Linked DNA regions of Rattus norvegicus: all the other regions are linked to region 2. A link is a contact called in public Hi-C data. All regions are on one chromosome and are shown on one strand. Each heading gives the region's core, a stretch centred on a gene start, on an enhancer-like site or on the middle of the called end of the contact. The rest is flanking DNA. Distances are from core to core; before and after follow the strand shown. Region 1 overlaps Mllt3 (MLLT3, super elongation complex subunit). Region 2 holds the start of Mllt3 (MLLT3, super elongation complex subunit). Region 3 overlaps Focad (focadhesin).

Region 1 (3,045 bases), core at 209-2,708, 240 kb before region 2:
AACAGGCACTCAAGATGCACAATTAACAGTTTCCCAAATAGCATTTCGCTATATATTTTTCTTCTTTCTAATCCTGCCTACTCCTCCGCCCCTGAAAATAGATAGTATATTAAATGCTGAGTCAGGGCAGAAGAGCTTAGGAAACCATTGATGATAAGGACACTGATCTGAGCTTCCCAGGGTGCTTTGCTTTCTTGATAGTGCTCAAACACGCATAGCAGCTGAGTTATTTCGAGACTGCAGTCCCGGCTGGCGGACTTCTTTCCTGCTTATTCTGCAGCTTCAGCATGAATCCTAGTGCTTGGTGGGCTAGGGATGATAAAAGAACCCTCACCCTCTGGAACACCTGCCTTTCGGATGCTGGGACCTTATTCCACTATACTGACATGGCTTTGGGAGTGAAGGTGGCCATCAGTTAGTTGTAGTCTGGGACCTTTTGATGGCAGAGACAGTTATGGTTGAAGAAATGATGTGGTTATGTATGCTACAATGCCAAGTACCTTCTCCTTCTTCTGGGTTAACTGTGATTCAGATCATGTGCAGCACACTTTCATACACCATTCAGAAGCTTGGGTAGCTATGCTCACAACTAACAGAGAATACTACAGTTTAACAAATGCAACTGACTTATACAGGATCCTCAATATTGAGGGTTCTGGGAGGACTATTGTTAAATGGCTCCGGCTTGAAAAGGTTGAGGATAACTGCATTTGCTGGTGAGTGCTTACGAATGTGCAGAGACATAAAAAGCAATTTATATTCTCTCATTATAACCCAAATCCCATAATCAGAAACTAATACCAAATGCTAAGGATGTTCTTAAAAGTCCCATATTCCTCCTACTCATCCCTATACCGTTCACTGTCCTAATTCAATCTGCAGACGGTTTCCTCAATACCATATAATATACCAAAGATCTCAAGGGTGTGTTCACTTTTAATTTGTGATGACAGAGGAATAGGACCAGATGATTTGCATATCATTTAACATCCTGGGGCCTCCAAACACGAATGAGACAAACAAGTTAACGTCTGTAGTCTCATTCAGCTATAAAATGAGTAAGTATTCTACTTGGTGATAATAGGGCCATGATATTCTGGCATAAGTAAACACTCCTAAATAAAATATTTCTCTTTGATTTGAAAATAATGCATCAGTAACACACATTCTAACAGTGTTCCCTGAGATTCATTTTTAATATTAAAATAAGCAAATGACTGATTTGGCCAGGCGAACTTAAAATACTACCCTTCTGGCCACAGAAGAAAATCACCTAATAACATAGGCAAGGCAATCATTTTTAACGTGCTCAAAAATCTCCACTGTGTGTTTGCAATCTCCTTCTCTTTATTATTGCTGGAAATGAGACCTCAAGGGGAAAACCAGCACAGAGACCTGGAGTAAGTAGGTCAGTAGATGGCACTCCTGGCCAATGCAGCAGGGCTGGGCCACACAGGGACAATTGGCTGAGATTTGAGGCAGGGAGGAGAGAGCAGCCCTGAAGGTCTGCCTTGTGCTTCAGAGAACTGAATCTGTTCCCATCACATCTGCCCCTCCCGAGGCCCCATCCCCCACTTCTCCCCCAAGTGTCTGGAGATGCTATATTTGCAAAGGAACTTTACAAGTTAGGTTCAGACAATACTGCAACCTCTCTTCAAAGCAGAAAATAGGTAGAACATTTGGGCTGCTTAAGTCCAACCCCACACATTCCGAAAGTGCGACAGCACAGAAGGCTAAAATACACTGAAATCCTGTTTTCTTTCTTCTGAGGCTGTGGTGGCAGGAACAAAAGCCCCGGGTGTCAGTGACCCGCCTCAAGTTACTGAGTGGCTGCCCAGAGAGGGCTCGGTTAATCTTCCCTCTTTGATCTGTCCTTGCTCCAAAATAAACAGCTTTGTCAAAACCTCATTCTGAGAAAGCGGAGCCATACTGAAGACATTTTTTTTTTTTATGATCATTTCTTATCTTCGGGGACTGAATCCAGAATATAAAAGTACAACACCTTGTCTTCCGAAGGCTTATTTCAAACCTGTTTAACTGGCTAGACTCTTCTGAATTTCACCCATGCCTGGCAGGCGGAGAGGTGATTTATGATATTCTGAATATTGGCTGAATTGAGTGGATCACGTCCTCCCTGGGATTTACATCTGCCATCCACAGTCTATGCTTGGTTAAGAAGACAGGGGGTTTGTTTGTTTTGTTTGTTTGTATGTTTGTAATTTATGCACTCTGTTTGGGGTTGGGGGAAAGCCATCTTTCTTTAAATGATTGTAAAACTTTTTGTTATTTACCAATCAACTGAGCAGAGGGAAACAGCCACCCCAAGACACTGAATTAAACCATCAGACAAGGCAATCTCTAAAACAGAGCAATCCCAATTAGTAGTGCTTCATTCTACATCTGAGGATATGGCTTGGGAATCAAATTTTCAAGACTTTTTCTGAACCCCTTGGTGAGGAACAAGTCAATCATGCAGCAGATGGATTATCTACTGACACTCTTCCTATGCTAGCCACTATTAATAACTCCTAATGACACTTCTATTGACTTCTTTGCTTTGTTGACATGTGGCTCTGTGTTCTTTCTTCAGTAGTTAGAAAATACTTGACTCAATTAGCACCTTATCCATTCCTTAGACCCTGGGAGATGTGAGATGGGGCAGCAGACAGTTCCGCTGTATCTAACACTACTCAAAGTTGTGAGATCAGTATCAATATGGAAAAGGCAATTTTATGGCTTGGAGCTAGAATGCTCTGTAAAGGCACTTGTGTCGAAGGCTTGGTTCCTACTACAGAATGCTTCAAAGGTAGGCATTTGAGAAAATGACCACCTCCTAAGGGCTCTGTCTTAATCAATAGATAAGTCCGTTGATAGGTTTGTAAACTGACAGACATTTAGACAAGGAATCTGGTTGAAGACAGTGGGTCCCTGGAATTTAGATCTTATTTTTGTGCCCATGTGAAAGTTATTTTCACACTATTTCCTCTTTATGTGGATTCACCAAACAAATCCCACTCTACTTCATCATCGGCCCAGAACAATGAA
Region 2 (3,013 bases), core at 119-2,618:
GAGACAATCAGGAGGGGATGCTGGGGCTCTTTCCCGGCGTGGGAGGGGAGGTGGTTGGGATGGGGGACCCGGGGTTCTAGAGAACCCCCTCCCCGAAAGTACCGCGGCGACAGGCACACACCGAGGAAGTCTTTGTGTACGTGTATGTGTGCGTGCGTGTGGAGCGCGGTGCCAGGCGGAATGGAAACTACAGGCAGCCTCTGCTAATGGGCACAAACTCCCGTGTTCTTTCTTACCATGGGGTTCATGCACAAGAATGAGACGTCGTCACACATACACACACTCACTCACGCCCGCACGAAAACACGCCAAGGCATCCACAACTCAAAGCACCCCGCACCCCTCGGCGAACAGCCCCCCACGACCGGCAAGGCCAGTCCAACAAGAGCCAACGCTGCACACTTTCAAGAGCCAAAGTGGTCGCAAACTCCCTCCAGCCTCCCCCCGCCAGCGAAAGCCACGAAATGCAGAAAGGCAGGGCTACTGGCGGACCGCCGCCGAGTCCTGGTCGCGCACACCGGCCGCTGGGGCAAAGTTGCGAGCAGCCCCGCCGCTGTCAGCCCGCACACTCGGGCTCACGCGCGCGCCGCGGAGAACGCACCATCGTGGCGGCCGCGGCGCTCGGCGGCGGAGGTGCGGCCGCAGAGGCTGCTCGCCGCGTCCCCGGACCGTGCCCGCAGCTCCCGGCAGCGGCGGCGGCTGAAATATGGCTGAGTTATTATTCGCCTCCTTCCACCGGGTGTGAGTGTGTGTGTGCGCGTGTGTGAGCCAGAGGGAGTGTGAGTGCGCTTCTTGCGATTGCAAAGAGGCGAGGCGGGCGGGAGGCGCGGGGGGGTGGTGGTGGTGGCGGCGGCGGCGGCGAGTGTGCGAGTGTGTGCGCGCGCGCCGGGGGGGGTGGGGAGGAGGGAGAGGCGGCAGCTCCCCGCGAGCAAAACCAACCTTTCTCTAATTGGAACCGCGGAGCGCTGGCGCTGTCTGGGCTGCGGCGGCGCGGGGCGGAGGAGGAGAGGGAGGGGGGCTTTTATTATTATTTTTGCATGTACTTACCGAGCTAGCCATGCCTGGGGGCCCGGAGGTTTGCCGGGGTGTTGTGTGGTACCCCCCTCCCCCGCCCCCTTCAGCTGTAATTCATGAAGAGGCTGCTATGAATGAGAGCGCGCCCGGGAGCTGAGGGTAGATGGCGGACATGCTCTGCCTTTGCCCCCACCCCACCCCGTGCTCGCTCTCTCGCTCGCTTATTAAACTCAGCCCCAAAAGCAAAAGCAGCAGCAGCAGCAGCAGCAGCAGCTCCGGGGCCAGAGATGAGTCCGGAGCATGCGCCGTGGCGCCTGACACCCGGGCTTCGAGCCTCTCGGGGCGGAGGGAGGGCGCGCGGGCGGGGCGGAGCGCGCGGGGAGGCCGAGCGACCGAGCCAGGGGGAGCTCGAAAGAGCCAATCAGAGGCCGCCTCCCGAAACCCCGGCGGCCCGCAGCGCCACACTGGAACGCCTCGCTTAAAGTAACAGGTTCCTGATGGGGGAGGGGGAGGAAATGAAGGGAGGGGGCCTGGCACTGGGAGAGCGGCCAGCTGGGGAGCCATCCCGGCCCCTGTGCAAACTCCGTTCGCCCTACAATAAAAAACGGATTAAAACTGCTGGAATGTGGCCACTGCCTGGAGCCCCCAGCCGCAGGAGATGGGGTAGTTAATTCAAGTCTTTGGCGGCAGTGAGCACGTTTGGGAAGGGGGAGCAGGCTTGTTTTTACTTTCCACCATGGATTTTTGTGGGTTTGTGCTGAAATCGCAAGAACGCACACCCAAACAAACTTACTTAAACAGAGAGCGAGAGAAATCCACGCAACAAAAAAATTTTTGAAAAAAAAAAAGCCTCCTAATAGCAATCTCTGGGACTGAACAGCCCGCAGCAACCCTTAAATCCCTTTCCCTATCTACTCGGAGGCACCAGCCCACCCCGCCCTCCTGCCGCCGTTACTGAAAACTTAAAAAAGAAATGAACGCGAAACAAGAATGTCATTTCCTTCCTAGGAAACGCCTCCCGCCTCGGTGTTCCCGGACTGTGAACCGTGCCCAGGTGGAGGCGGGACACCTGGGAGTGCCCGGTGCAGAGCCTCTGGGAACCAGTTGTTTGCTTCTTGTGGCTCCCCCACACACACCACTGACAACCTGCTGGGTTGCATCAGGGTCTGCCCTCTCTCTAAGGGCGCACCAGGCTACTGGGAGCCTTAAAATAGATAAAGTTAATACTGACTGTAATGTGCATAAATTGGATTATAATCTTTAGGCATATTGGTGACAGCCAGCACAATCCATCTCTGGGTATTAACCCATTTAGGCTCCCGGGTGACAACCCTTCGCAGAAGTGTTCTAGAGTCGCTCTTCTACAAATGCCCCAGCTCCGATTGTATTTTGTCTCAGTGGCCATGGGTAGAATATCAAGCCATACGTGAGGCGAAAGGGGAAAATAAAAGAGTTACTAGCTTCCTCTAGAAACCCAGACAACCTTTAAAAAGGAAACGGATAAGATCTAGGCGAGATACGAAAATGAAAGATGGGTGTGACTTTGTTTCGTTAAATAAAGTTCTTGTACCTCTCTGGCTCTTAACTCCTTTCTTGAATTGGTTTGGGGAGGTGGCTATTTTCCAGACTTTCTTTTGTTCACCACCCCTTTTCTCTGGATTGTCAGCTTCTGTCCTCCTTTCTCCCTGGGTTTTCTGTCTCTCTTCCTCTTTCTGACTCAACTTTATTGCTCTCCTCTTTTCCTCTCGCCTGGAGACCTTGAAAGCACAACTCACTCACTCCGTCCTTGCATTAAAGACTTGAGAATAACGGGAAGGAGGTTGCCTGGGGTGCCTTCTCCATGACCATGTTCTTTTCTTCCCACTACTCACAAAGTGGATGATGGGGGATTAGATGAGACCAGGTCCAGCCAAGTTCAAAGCAGCAAGTTTCCAACTCATAGTGTGATTCTCCTAAAATTGATACACCCAATCTCCAGAATTCCACACAGAGGTGGGGA
Region 3 (2,720 bases), core at 130-2,629, 160 kb after region 2:
ATTGAGTAAAGTAAAGTTTAGAGCGATTGCAGGGTATTTCATGACTGCCTTGGTTTTTCTGAAGACCAAGTCTTTTATGTCTCAGATCTAGTGTTGTTTTCATTAGTATAAAGGATGTGGCCATCATCATTAATGAATTTTATCTTCTTGTCAACAGTACCTTTTATAAGACGAAGGTATATAAATTTAGATTAGTATTTAGGCTTAAATTCTGTATGATTTTTGAAATAGTAATACATTTGCATGGCTCAGAAAGTATAAAATGGTATATGACGAGAGGCCCTGTTATTCGCTATGGTTCCTAGTAGTGCATTCTTGCTGTTTTAAAGAGAAGATTTTGCTTAGTGGTTACCAGTTTGCTATACAGCAATACAATACAGCGTACTACAATATAATGCAGTACAACCTCAGCCTCTTTTGGAAAAAATAATGGTGTTCTATGTAAACTATTTATGTTTCTTATATTTTCACTTGGGGAATCTGTTCACATTAGTCATTAGTATGGCTAGAACTTCCATACTTGTTTTTAGAGTACTATTTAATGTTCAAACCTGACAGCCTCTCTTTATCATATGTTCAAAAGAGTTGTGTATTTATTTGAATTGTCTTACAAATGTTTGTGGAAACGCTGATGGCAGTGTTTATAATTGCTTCCCAGAATGGAAATGGCTCAATTACCCATCCATCATGAATGGATCGACAAGAGGAGCTATATATGCTGTTTGGCAATGAGATGTACAGACCCAAGCCAGGACATGAACAGTCCTTGAAACATGCTAAATGAGAGGAAGCAGCAAAATGAGTGGTGTCTAACATATAAAACCTGTCATAAAACATCCAAAATTACATGCTTTATATCACATAAAATAGCCAGAGTAAAAATATAATGCCAGTGGGTGGTTTCCAGGGACAGGAAACAGGGGTCTGCTATTGGGGTTTCCCCTTGGAGTAATGGAAATATCGTAAAAGTCAACCCTGGTGATGGTCTCAAAATTCTATCAATTACTGACATCTACTAAATCATAAACTTAAAAAAAGCACATAACATTTAGGTTTCCCATCCTTTCGATGGTTATTTTTATACTTATGTCATCCTATGATAATAGGTATTAAGAGAGTTTACGTTCTGCCATTCTCTTCTGTGAAATGTGATCGACTCTATTAGCAGACAGTGTCAAATGCTTCTGCAATGCTTGTGGCTTCATTTGAGTTGTTTCCACTCAAGTGTCACTGCATAGTCTTGTTCACTCCCTGGACCTGACGACAGTACCACACTTATGTGAGGAGCTTTTTCTCAGATTTGCTGAAATGCAGCACCATCTCTTGGTCTTGTTCAGCTTAGAGCTGGGACTATGTTTTGTAGCTGAAGTTATTCACAATTACTAATGAATTACCAGGCTCGGGCTGAACCAACTCTGTTCCTGTCCACATACTGTCTGTTACCAATGGGAATTGTCCCGTGTCCAAGTCTGCCATCTGCTTTGGGCTGCCGCTTGCAAGGGCCTGGAGCTGGGCAAATGAAGCGGGGCATCTATTTTTCTTCTCATTGTTGGTCACTTTGAGGCTTTTTTAAAAAGTGGAAATAGATTTTCCCAAACTCTGTTGCTTTTGGATCTTGTATATTGATCCATTTCCCTTCTCTGTCTTAATAGGAAGTGAATGGTAAATAGAGAAAAAAAATCTGTGTGAAAGCATTCCCCAGTTCAATGGAACAACTGTTTTCCTCTTTGTCTCATCCTATTGCCTCACATTTGGGTGGAGAGCCATTTGGCAGGACCTCAAAGTGTCTATTTTTTGTCGTTGGGGGAATGATTTTGATAATGCATTGTAAAATACGTGAATGTCAGGAATAGGAATATCTTTCTGACATATACTCATCTCATTTTTTTAATGCCTTCTTATGTCTGTTTTCCAGATCTCCTGCAGGCTTGCTTTTCCTGTGAGCAGCATGTATGGCTCAGTCTTCACTGCCTGCAGGATTCTTGAAGTCATGGGAGAAGCGTCCGCAGCGAGTGACTGGCTGGCTGCAGTAGAGTCCTTGCTCCCTGCCACCACAGTGATCCCCCCACATGTTTTCTTACTGCTGGCTCACCTGCTTGTTGAAGATGGAGGACAGAATCTTCAGCAGATACTGAAGGTCACCACACAGTTAGCTCAAGCAGATTCCTCTCAGGTAAAGACAGAAAATATGGAAAGGGAATGGGAGAAAAGCTTAGTATTTATAATTATGGATTATTATTAGTTTATTTATGATGATGTTTTAACTTATGGCCTTAAAAATGTCTATTTTCCTAGTTTGGTTTCTTTATTCTTACTCTGAGTTGATGTTCCCTTAACAGTGCAAGTATTTTTCTTTAAACTACAATTTTCGAGGAACCCTGAATTCAGTACGTTTTTGTTCTGCTCGTCACAACCCGTTCCACGGTGCATTTCTTTTTAGTTCTAATATTGATCTTACGTGACCCAGGTTAATCAATCCATGATAGATTCCTTACAGTTTGATCCTGTCTTCACTCAGTCATTTAATAAACAGAAACATTGTATCCTTACCCTGTGTGGTCCTGATCTGCAGACAAGGCTGTGAGATAAACAGTTGTCATCCTGTCTGCATGGAGCTTGAGTGTAATAAGCAGTCAGACATAAATAAGACTTCCCTCCTCCTCTAAAAATAGAAATAAGTTTAGAACAGTCTTCTTTTTTCTATTGCTTAGACTTTCTAG

Evidence for each region. A called contact is a pair of places that touch in the nucleus more often than the background predicts.
Region 1: a contact with region 2 is called in a Hi-C map of the A7r5 cell line, with 8 times the contacts expected there. The contact joins the enhancer-like site here to the promoter of Mllt3 in region 2. A contact is called at or near these places in 5 of 12 Hi-C or Micro-C datasets (the A7r5 cell line, Schwann cells, frontal cortex and 2 more).
Region 3: a contact with region 2 is called in a Hi-C map of frontal cortex, with 2.9 times the contacts expected there. The contact joins the enhancer-like site here to the promoter of Mllt3 in region 2. A contact is called at or near these places in 6 of 12 Hi-C or Micro-C datasets (the A7r5 cell line, the Rat2 cell line, Schwann cells and 3 more).

The regions. Positions count from the first base shown.
Region 1 is chr5:107,316,708-107,319,752 of GRCr8, forward strand. All of the region lies in intron 8 of Mllt3 (MLLT3, super elongation complex subunit), which reads right to left. Among named protein-coding and RNA genes, the nearest start is that of Mllt3, 240 kb to the right of the region's middle. Within about 2 kb of position 1,459, at least 6 of the 93 cell types and tissues checked have an H3K27ac peak or open chromatin away from gene starts, as enhancers often do.
Region 2 is chr5:107,559,984-107,562,996 of GRCr8, forward strand. It overlaps Mllt3 (MLLT3, super elongation complex subunit), which reads right to left and starts at 1,369. Exons shown (of 11, transcript NM_053718.4): 1 at 1,048-1,369. The coding sequence starts at 1,059.
Region 3 is chr5:107,722,487-107,725,206 of GRCr8, forward strand. It overlaps Focad (focadhesin), which reads left to right. Exons shown (of 44, transcript NM_001427695.1): 11 at 1,916-2,173. Among named protein-coding and RNA genes, the nearest start is that of Focad, 110 kb to the left of the region's middle. Within about 2 kb of position 1,380, at least 14 of the 93 cell types and tissues checked have an H3K27ac peak or open chromatin away from gene starts, as enhancers often do.